Regions from separate parts of the Triticum aestivum genome. Here region 2 is linked to region 1. A link is a contact called in public Hi-C data. All regions are on one chromosome and are shown on one strand. Each heading gives the region's core, a stretch centred on a gene start, on an enhancer-like site or on the middle of the called end of the contact. The rest is flanking DNA. Distances are from core to core; before and after follow the strand shown. Region 1 holds the start of LOC123149863 (facilitated trehalose transporter Tret1). Region 2 holds the start of LOC123148007 (starch synthase 1, chloroplastic/amyloplastic-like).

Evidence for each region. Hi-C and Micro-C count contacts between places; a contact is called where the count stands out from the background.
Region 2: a Hi-C map of leaf shows a contact between it and region 1, with 5 times the contacts expected there. The contact joins the promoter of LOC123148007 here to the promoter of LOC123149863 in region 1. A contact is called at or near these places in 3 of 5 Hi-C or Micro-C datasets (leaf and an unstated tissue) and 1 of 1 datasets of contacts at active chromatin or transcription factors (leaf).

The regions. Positions count from the first base shown.
Region 1 is chr7A:80,859,153-80,863,875 of IWGSC CS RefSeq v2.1, forward strand. It overlaps LOC123149863 (facilitated trehalose transporter Tret1), which reads right to left and starts at 2,706. Exons shown (of 5, transcript XM_044569630.1): 1 at 2,347-2,706; 2 at 1,691-1,737; 3 at 434-649. The coding sequence starts at 2,566.
Region 2 is chr7A:81,095,238-81,099,960 of IWGSC CS RefSeq v2.1, forward strand. LOC123148007 (starch synthase 1, chloroplastic/amyloplastic-like) reads right to left here and starts at 2,421. Exons shown (of 15, transcript XM_044567360.1): 1 at 1,778-2,421; 2 at 178-533. The coding sequence starts at 2,084.

The DNA.
Region 1 (4,723 bases), core at 1,456-3,955:
CCTTTTCTGCCATAGAGACAACTATTTCAACAAGTTAGAACTTAGAATGGATAGAACAACAAGCACATACATAGGCCTGAGGCTAAACTAGCTTAACCAGTATACCCTCATGATTTTCTTGCAATTTTGAAGGTATATTTAAATGGATTTTCAGTCATAGGCCATGGCAGCCCCAGGCGAGTCTCTGCCCCTGCTTAAGGTTAAAAGTGGCATCGAGTTTGAGCTAATAGAAAATCCAAGCAAAAAGCAACTATGTACATGAGAAAGTGGATTCAAGTTGGGTCTAACAGAAAAGGGTATAAAATGAACCAACATAATAGGTGTTGCTAGACCAGACTGCAAAGATTGTTGTAATTACAATACATGATTTCACCATATTAATGTACTACTGCTTTGGCAGAGAGGGATGGGGCAAGTGAGAGATATTGTTTACCATAGAAGTAGTGGATGTTGAGTGTCTTGGCCCTCTTGGCGGCTGTGGTTGTTGTTGTTGTTGTTGTTGTTGTGGTGGTGGCGTCTGCCTTTCAATTACAAACTTCCCCCAGTTGGGGTTTTCCTTCTCTGCCTCCGCAAGAATCTTTCTTTCATACTCAAAATCAAAGTTAAAGGTGCTGCGGGGAACTTCTACCATCTGTGGTGCCAACTGAGGCTGAAAACATAACACTAATTAAAAGGGTGCTAATTATCCAAACGCTGTGAGGGGAAGGGTAAATAAAAAGCAGCACAGCCTTGCATAAGCATACACGTTTGCAGAATGGTGGGATGCTTCTCTAGAAAATGAACAGAATAGGATGAGTTTTCAGGGAACCCACAAAACTGGTGAAGCATGCTCTCATACATTTCAACCCATACTATTAACTATCACACCAACATTTTAGGATCAAAGTCTGAAATAGTTACAACAGCAATAGGATGAGTTCTTCTACTGTGAACCATAACAAGACTATTTCCATGTATTCCTTACTCCTTAGACACTTCCATTCAGACATATGTTGCATCCAGTGTTTAGATATGCCATCATCAGTATGGAACAAGCTACACCATCTATTTTTCAGTTAGTCTGCTAAGGATGGAATGGTCCATCAGGAGAACCTGACATGCCCCTGCAAACTTAACAAAACCTCCTCGCTGTCTATTATATGTGGGTCCAGACCCACATGGCACAGAGAACCTAGGATAAAAAGGATAAACCACTAAAACTAATCAGCGGTGCTTAAGATCACCAAGCGCACTAATTGACAGCTAAAGCTGTCTCCTCGCTGACCGTATGATGCTAAGTTGCTAACAATAACTCGTTTGTACATTTCTAGCACATACCCATGCACTAAATGAGGACAGAAACAGACATTTAGAACAATTAGTTATTAGCTAAAATGTCTTGCTTGAATGCATCACAATTTATTCACTACTCCAAGGAGTACTATTTCTCACAATCCCAAGGAGAATAACTGGCAACAGAAAACAAAACACTTATGGTAGTATGTTGATGTCCAGCCAATGCACAGAAGTTAAAGGCACCCATTTAACTACGAAACAGCATTTTTTTGGAGCAACACTCTTAACACTGGAGAATGAAAACTGAACTCAGTCATTACTCATTAATACAACTTTTTTGGTAGCAAAGTAGATTGACAGCTCTTGCATAAGAGAACAGGAAAGTAGTGATTGTATAATAAATCATATAACTTACAGGAGGGGTTATCCGATATTCTGGCTTTATAACAACTTGTATGCCCACTGCAGCGAAACAATGAATTACGTTAGTAACCATGAACTGTTCTCAATAACAGTACAGAAGGGCACAATATTGGGCAGTTTGTTAGTCTGGCATGGTAGCAACAGTAAAATATATACAAGCAGGCACTCCCTTCTCTGTATACCAATTCAAAGTCCAACCAATCTCACAATATTTTTCAATTTTCAGCATGACCCCCTTCTTCGCGAGGAAGCATGCTCTGACAAGCTAAGTTAAGTTACACATGTAATGGCCAAATTGGGGGAAATTACTAGCTAAACAAGTTTAAGCGCACACACATGCTGGCTACAAGAGAAATGATAGGGTTAAAAGACCAACAAACAAACTCGTGTAAAACTGCCTCAGTTTCAGGTCTATATTGTTCAATTCCACTTTCCACTCACGGGCTCTTAAATCAGAACTCAACTAAGAGATCCGCTGATCTAACGCGCACGAAACCACTCTCAGTTCGATCGAACGAAAGATCTAGCGAGCCCTACTCGATACAGCACGGAGCACCCGGGTTCTCGGATACCGAACAGCCCACCAACCAGGGCACCAATCGGCCGTATGGCATCCAAGCAGTACAGAGTGAAGGGAGAGGGGATTACTCGATGTGGAGGACGACGACGAGGAGGGAGCGGGGGGCGGGGCAGCGGGGGACGAGGGAGCTGCGGTAGCGTGGAGGTACGGCGCGGGCCGCTGCGGCGGTGGGCCGGCGGCGCCGTGGGTGGGCTGGCCGACGCGCGGGTAGAGGGACGAGCCGCCCCCGCCCCCGCCGGCTCCGCCGTACGAGCCGGAGCCCGACCGGCTGCGGAATTCGTAGTCCATCGGCGCCGGCGCGGGGGTGGCGGTGGTGGTGGGGTCGACGGGCGATCGGTCGGGGGGAACGCGGTTTGGACTTTGGAGGGCTAGCGATGGAGCGGAGTCGTGTTCGTCTTCGTCGGGGAAGAAAGAAAGTGTACACGGAATTACGGCTCCCCTAGAAAAAAAACTATACACGGACCCAGGCGCGCGGTGCTGACGGTAAAGGGCGGCTCATCAAGGGCCGGCCCTTCGCGCACTCGGCCCCAAGCAAAGCGCGACGTTTCTCTTGCCCCGATGGGCTGTGCGGGCCACCGGTCAAGGGGCCGTAGCGAGCCCATAACATATGAAAAAAAAACCCATTAAAAACAGATAGAAAAAACCATTGCTTTTTCTGGGCATGGCATTATGAGCGGACGGGACTATTCCCGGTTCAGTTTGCATACCGTACTAGATCATCGTTGGCGCGCATTGCCGCACCCGTCTTTTTAATACGGAATGTTAGGTATTGATGCAATGTTGTGTAGGTATTTTATTTGAAAGTTAACTATATGTAATTATGTACAATTTTATTTTATCTAAAGTTATAGTAGTTGTAGTATACATATTATTGTGATTTTTTGCGCACTTGTAGCATAAGATGTTCATTATAATAGACCAAATGCCATTTGCAGGAGGCTAGTATTTTTCTCTCAAGATCATGCATGTCAAGATCCTCTTGGCCTTTAGGCCTACAGTGGACACTCCACTTGGCTCGCTAGATGATGTTTTTTTTACGACCACCACTTTGCCCATAGAAATTGGACTTGAAATATCTACTCCCTCCGTCTGAAAAAACTTGTCCCAACCTAGTCTTTCAAATGGATGTACCTAGTGTTAACTTGGTGCTAGATACATTCATTTGAGGGACAAGCTTTTTCGGACGGAAGGAGTACTATTTTTACGACAGGTGAGTAAAAGAATGGCTAACTGCAAACAAGAAGATAACAAAATATCAGAACTGATTTGCAATGTGCTATGGAGACACTGATATTCAGTTAAAAAAAGAAAAAACATCGACATTAATAGAGAAGCTGATGTGCAAAAGAAAAACAGAGAAAGTGCAGATCATTATTGTGCAAAACGTTCATGTACAAAGTAACAAAAGACTGCTGGCTGCTGGCAAGTGTTGTAGACACACTTAAAATAAAGACCAAATTGTACGACAACACAAAACAATGTTCGTTCTTTGTGACAAAAAAGAGCTCAACACATGGTGTCTCACAACTATTACATTATTACCCGAGGGAAGATCTTATAAGCATTTTTCTTATGTTTCTCAAGCACCAAATCTAAAAGTAGCAAGGGACATGACAAAAGAAGCTCAATCTAATCATCCAACCTCGTGAAGTAGCAATCCCTCCTCTTTAGAATGATGAATACAATTTGACCTGTTAGAAAGGTCCAACGTGCGTGATGAACTTCTCCAGCTCCGGCTCCTTCCTCATATACATCTTGACGACGTCTTGGAGGTTGGTGTGTGGTTTGTAGTTCCCAAAGAAGGCACCTTTCAAGTTCTTGCCATTGGGGAAGTTCATCAGGTGGATACTGAATGCCACCTCCTTGTGTGGACACCCACCAGCCTACCGTTGGACCAGCTTGGTTCTCCTACTGGTTTGATAACCTTGGTCTCATCACTGAGAAATACCTATCATTGTTGTGCTGCATCATCCCTTCCTCTTTGGAGAAATACCGACGTAGTTCTAGCAGACATCACGAACCATAGTTGAAGCTTTAGCATGTTTCTTTATTCTAATAGGGAAAGGTGGTTTCTCAATATAAGAAGTAGGAATAACAGGATCACCATTATAAGTAATAGTTTCTTCTTCAACTTTAATATGTTCCACTACTTTTACTCCAGTGGGAGGATGACATTTAAACCACTTATCTTTAGGGAGATCAACATGAGTAGCAAATGATTCACAGAAAGAAGTTACTATCTCAGAGTCAAGTCCATATTTAGTGCTAAATTCACGAAAAGCATCGGTATCTATCAGTGTCAAAACCGACCGATCTCGGGTAGGGGTCCCGAACTGTGCATCTGAGGATCGAAGGTAACAGGAGGCAGGGGACATGATGTTTACCCAGGTTCGGGCCCTCTTAATGGAGGTAATACCCTACTTCCTGCTTGATTGACTTTGATGA
Region 2 (4,723 bases), core at 1,171-3,670, 240 kb after region 1:
GCACATGCATGAATTCCATGGATATATCATATTTTGACCGTCATGCGCAGGAGTACAAGGGAAATAACAAGAAAGTATGGGAATCACATATGTCTTTGCAGGGCTAAAAGGAAGTGTAAACAAGGATAAACAATTGCTACAATTCAACAGAGAATAATAAGGCGATTGTATACCCACCCAATCGACGTTGTCTCTATACTCATGAAAAAAGGTGACTTCATGTGATCCCCCAAAGCATGGAATCTGAATGTGCTTCGCAGTGTATAATGCCTTTGCATAGTTTTTATCAGAGGACCCATTCAAGTATCTTGGCATTACAACCATCACACGGTGACCACGAGCAGCAAGAGCAATTGGTAACGAACCACAAACATCTCCCAGCCCCCCTGACTTTGCATAAGGAGCAGCTTCACCAGTCACAAACACGATGCTACGTGTAATTTTAGCTTGAGGTTGCTCGTTCGCATCCATGATCTCAGAATCCTGCTCACTTGCAGTCACAATTATGCTGTCGATGGAATCCTCAGCAATCCCTGGTTGCAAATGGAAAATATTCATATGGTATATTTGTCAAGACCAGTGTGAGGACATATATTAGCAGAACATGATTAATTAATACCCAGAAGATCACATTCTTTAAAAATTGCGTGACAATAGGTTAGCAATAACAAAAATGGCGTAACCTGCATTCTGTTCTCAGCTACTCCCTCCGTTCCGAATTACTTGTCTTGGATTTGTCTAGATACGGATGTATCTAGACTCATTTTAGTGCTAGATACCTCCGTATCTAGACAAATCTAAGACAAGTAATTCGGAACGGAGGGAGTAGATGCCAAATTCAGGATGTCTAATATACTCCATCCGTTCCTAAATATTTGTCTTTCTAGAGATTTCAACAAGTGACTACATACGGAGCAAAATGAGTGAATCTACACTCTAAAATATGTCTATATACATCCGTATGTGGTAGTTCATTTAAAATCTCTAAAAAGACAAATATTTAGGAACGGAGGGAGTACTACACAGCAAACACAAAGTAGCAGCCCAACGAAGAGTCTAACAGAGAGTGAGCTGGGCCTAGTACTCTGCAAAGCACACATGATCCCAGCCTCCCAGTTGCCCATGTGACTTACTGCGTGGGCCTCCCATTTCATTGAAAAACAAGACAGTTATACAAGGGTCTTCAATTTCGATACTACTTCTGTACTCAAAGGTGGAAGCTCCTTCTAGTTCCTGTAATATAAAACAGAAAGGAGCATTGCATTCCTTGAAGGGGTGCTCATCTGTCATGTCCACTATGATTTTTGTAAAATCAGCTGAGTGCTGAGAATATACTATTGGAGACTGATAAACCCAATGTGATGTTAAGATTTCCCACTAATAAGTACAGGGAGTCGCACCATTTTCGGTAATGATACCAGGCCAAGCAAAAGACAAACTCCTCAATTTAACTACGTTCCCAACGTGCGTGCACTTGGCCCAGCCTTTTCAGTCTTCTTTCTAGTAGCAGTACTAAATTACGATACCAGTCCAGTGATGTGTCTGCTGAGACCCAACCACGTGCACAGGCCCCGACACCTCGGCGGTGCACCGCTATCGTATCGACACGCCACCCCAATCAATCATCTCACGATCCAATGAAACGTCTAGAAAAATCTACTGATCTGCCCGCGTCGGTCTCGATTTCTATCTACTTTCCATCTGTACGATCGATGAACAACGAACATATACTCCGCGGTATACATCCGCCCAGAAGAAATCGGCTGAACCGCGGTACCTTCGAGCAGGAGGTCGGGGGCGAGCTCCCCCACGCCGGCGTCGGGCAGGGGCGGCTGCGTCGGGGCCGGCGACTGGGCGGGCGCGGGCGGGGGCGGCGCGAGGAAGCCTGGCACGACGGGCGGGGCCAGCTGCTGCTGCGCGGGGCGCGCCGCGGGGCCCTCCCTGCTGAGCTCGGCGACGTAGCGGCCCCGCGCCACGCGCCGGAGCCGCGCGCGGACGACGCACGCGGTCGCCCGGTGCGCCGGATCGGCGCGCAGGCGCACGCTGGGGGCGAGGCACCCGGCGCCGACGCCCGTCGCCGCCATCTGGAGGTGAGCCCGCAGAAAACAGGAGGCGGGCGGAGGTGCGGACGGAAGGTGGATCACCCCGCTCGGTGCGGGCCGGGGCGAAGCCTCTCTCTCTCTCTCTCTCTCTCTCTCTCTCTCCCACTGCGGTGCTGCTGCTGCTGCCGCGGGGCGCGCTCCCCGGGGTTTTAGTGCGCTGCCTGCAAAAGCGGATCGGGGGGTTTGCCTGCGCTGCCGCGCCGAGGCCGAGGTGGTGATGGGCGGGGCGCGGGAGAGGGAGAGAGAGAGAGGAGTGGAGTGGCGCGGACGGACGGACGGAAGAGCAGCTGCGGTTTTCAGTGGCTGTGTGCGGCCCGTGCCTCCGTTGCCATATCTGGCTGGCTGTTGTCACGGTTTGCTCGTGAGCGGCGCGTGGTATTTTTTTCGGTTGGGCTTCTTTTTGTTTGCGTGGAGTGCCGACATGTAGCAGCGTACGCCGGCGAGAAGAGAGCTGGGCCGTGCAAAATGCGAAGATGCCCCGCACGCGAAAATGGATCCAGACGATTCTCGGGGAAGAAAAAACGAAGATGGATCCAGACGGTTGCGTGGTTTTTTCTTTTGTGAATAATTGCGTGGGTTTTCGTACTAGTGAAACTCGAATTCTCGCAAAAAAATAAGTGCTAGTGAAACTCTTTTGTTTTCAGTTCAAAACTCTCTTCTTCTTTTTTCGTGAGAAAAGATATATATTACCAAAGTTCATCGATCGGAAGTACAAAGCATCTCTAAAATAATAAAAATTACATCAAGGTTCCGAGAGCATCGAACGTCCACTACTGCCGCCAGAACGAGCGGCCGACGCGCCGCCGTCGCCGCTCCCCTATCGGATCCGGCTTGGCCTTGTCGATAACAGTCGCGAAGTCTTCGTGCATGTGCCCTTAAGCAGTGGCGGATCCAGGAATTGAACTTAGCCGGGGCGAAACATTTTATGGACAAATGCAAGTCCGCTCAATTTTTACGGAGAACTGTTAACACGGAATCTTGCTACATGAATCATTCATTTCATGGCCCAAAATGTCTAATTCCATGACTAAAGATACATACAATAGGTGAACAAGTTGCATATCAATATATATCTTAGCACAAATATGCCAACAGTTTGAAACAATGGATAACAAAAATATTTACTCTAAGTTGTAAGTATATGAGGAGGGTTTGATACATGGCCTCTACACTCTCTCAAGCCATGATAATGTTCTATGATCTTCTATCATCAATCTCCATTTTTTTCCCAAGTGTCGGATCAGGCTCAGTGTCAGCTCAACTAAATCCTAGAATAGAAACCCTGATTAGACACAAGGACTGTTAGACACTTCAAGTTCATGAACAGAAGCTTCTAAAGTGTTTGCATTAGAGGCTTCAATAGTTCAATGGTCACTTGAGATTCAGTAGTTGGGGGAGCGAGTTTCAAAATAGCCAGCAATTGGTTTCACTTTTTATATAGATTCCGTACATTACAACATCACCATGTTCACTAATTGGCTACAAAACGAAGGTCAATATCAGTAAGAAAATGAATTGGACTGTCCGTTGGTGTGTACCTGCTGGTTGCGCTTTCTAATTTTGCAAAATGCAGCTGACCGTTTGTACGAGCTGGATGCTGTGTCGCTGCTGCTTCCTCCCATGCCGGCCGCATCCGGGACTACTTGTTTTGGTTCGCCCATCCGCGGATCTGGATCAGGTGCCCGGTGCCCGGCGGCCGGCAGCCGGCGAGGCGGAGCTCTGTGGTGTGGCGGCGACGGCTAGGTTACGCTCGTTGTCTGCCTCGCTCGATTGGAGAGTGCTTGGCGGCATCGTCACTCTGATTGTCAGAGAGGTATCTCTGGGCCCTCTCGGTAATGCACATCACATAAGCCTTGCAAGCATTGCAACTAATGTGTTAGTTGTGAGATGATGTATTACGGAACGAGTAAAGAGACTTGCCGGTGACGAGATTGAACTAGGTATTGGATACCGACGATCGAATTTCGGGCAAATAACATACCAATGACAAAGGGAACAACGTATGTTGTTATGCGGTCTGACCGATAAAGATCTTCGTAGAATATGTAGGAGCCAATATGGGCATCTAGGTCCCGCTATTGGTTATTGACCGGAGACGTGTCTCGGTCATGTCTACATTGTTCTCGAACCGTAGGGTCCGCACACTTAACATTACAATGACAGTTATTATGAGTTTATGTATTTTGATGTACCGAAGGTTGTTCAAAGTCCCGGATGTGATCATGGACATGACGAGGAGTCTCGAAATGGTCGAGACATAAAGATCGATATATTGGAAGCCTATATTTGGACATCGGAATGGTTCCGGGTGAAATCGAGATTTTACCGGAGTACCGGGAGGTTACCGGAACCCCCCCGGGGGGTTATTGGGCCTACATGGGCCTTGAGGGAGAAGAGAGAAGGAGGCAGGAGGTGGCCGCGCGCCCCTCCCCTTCCTAGTCCGAATAGGACAAGGGAAGGGGGGCGCCCCCCCCCCCCTTTTCCTTCCCCTCTTCCTCCTCTTTCCCCCTTCTCCTTCTCCAACTAGGAAAGAAGGGAGTCCTACTCCCGGTGGGAGTAGGACTCCCCCCTGGCGCGCCCCTCCTTGGCCGGCCGCCCCCTCCCCTTGGCTCCTTTATATA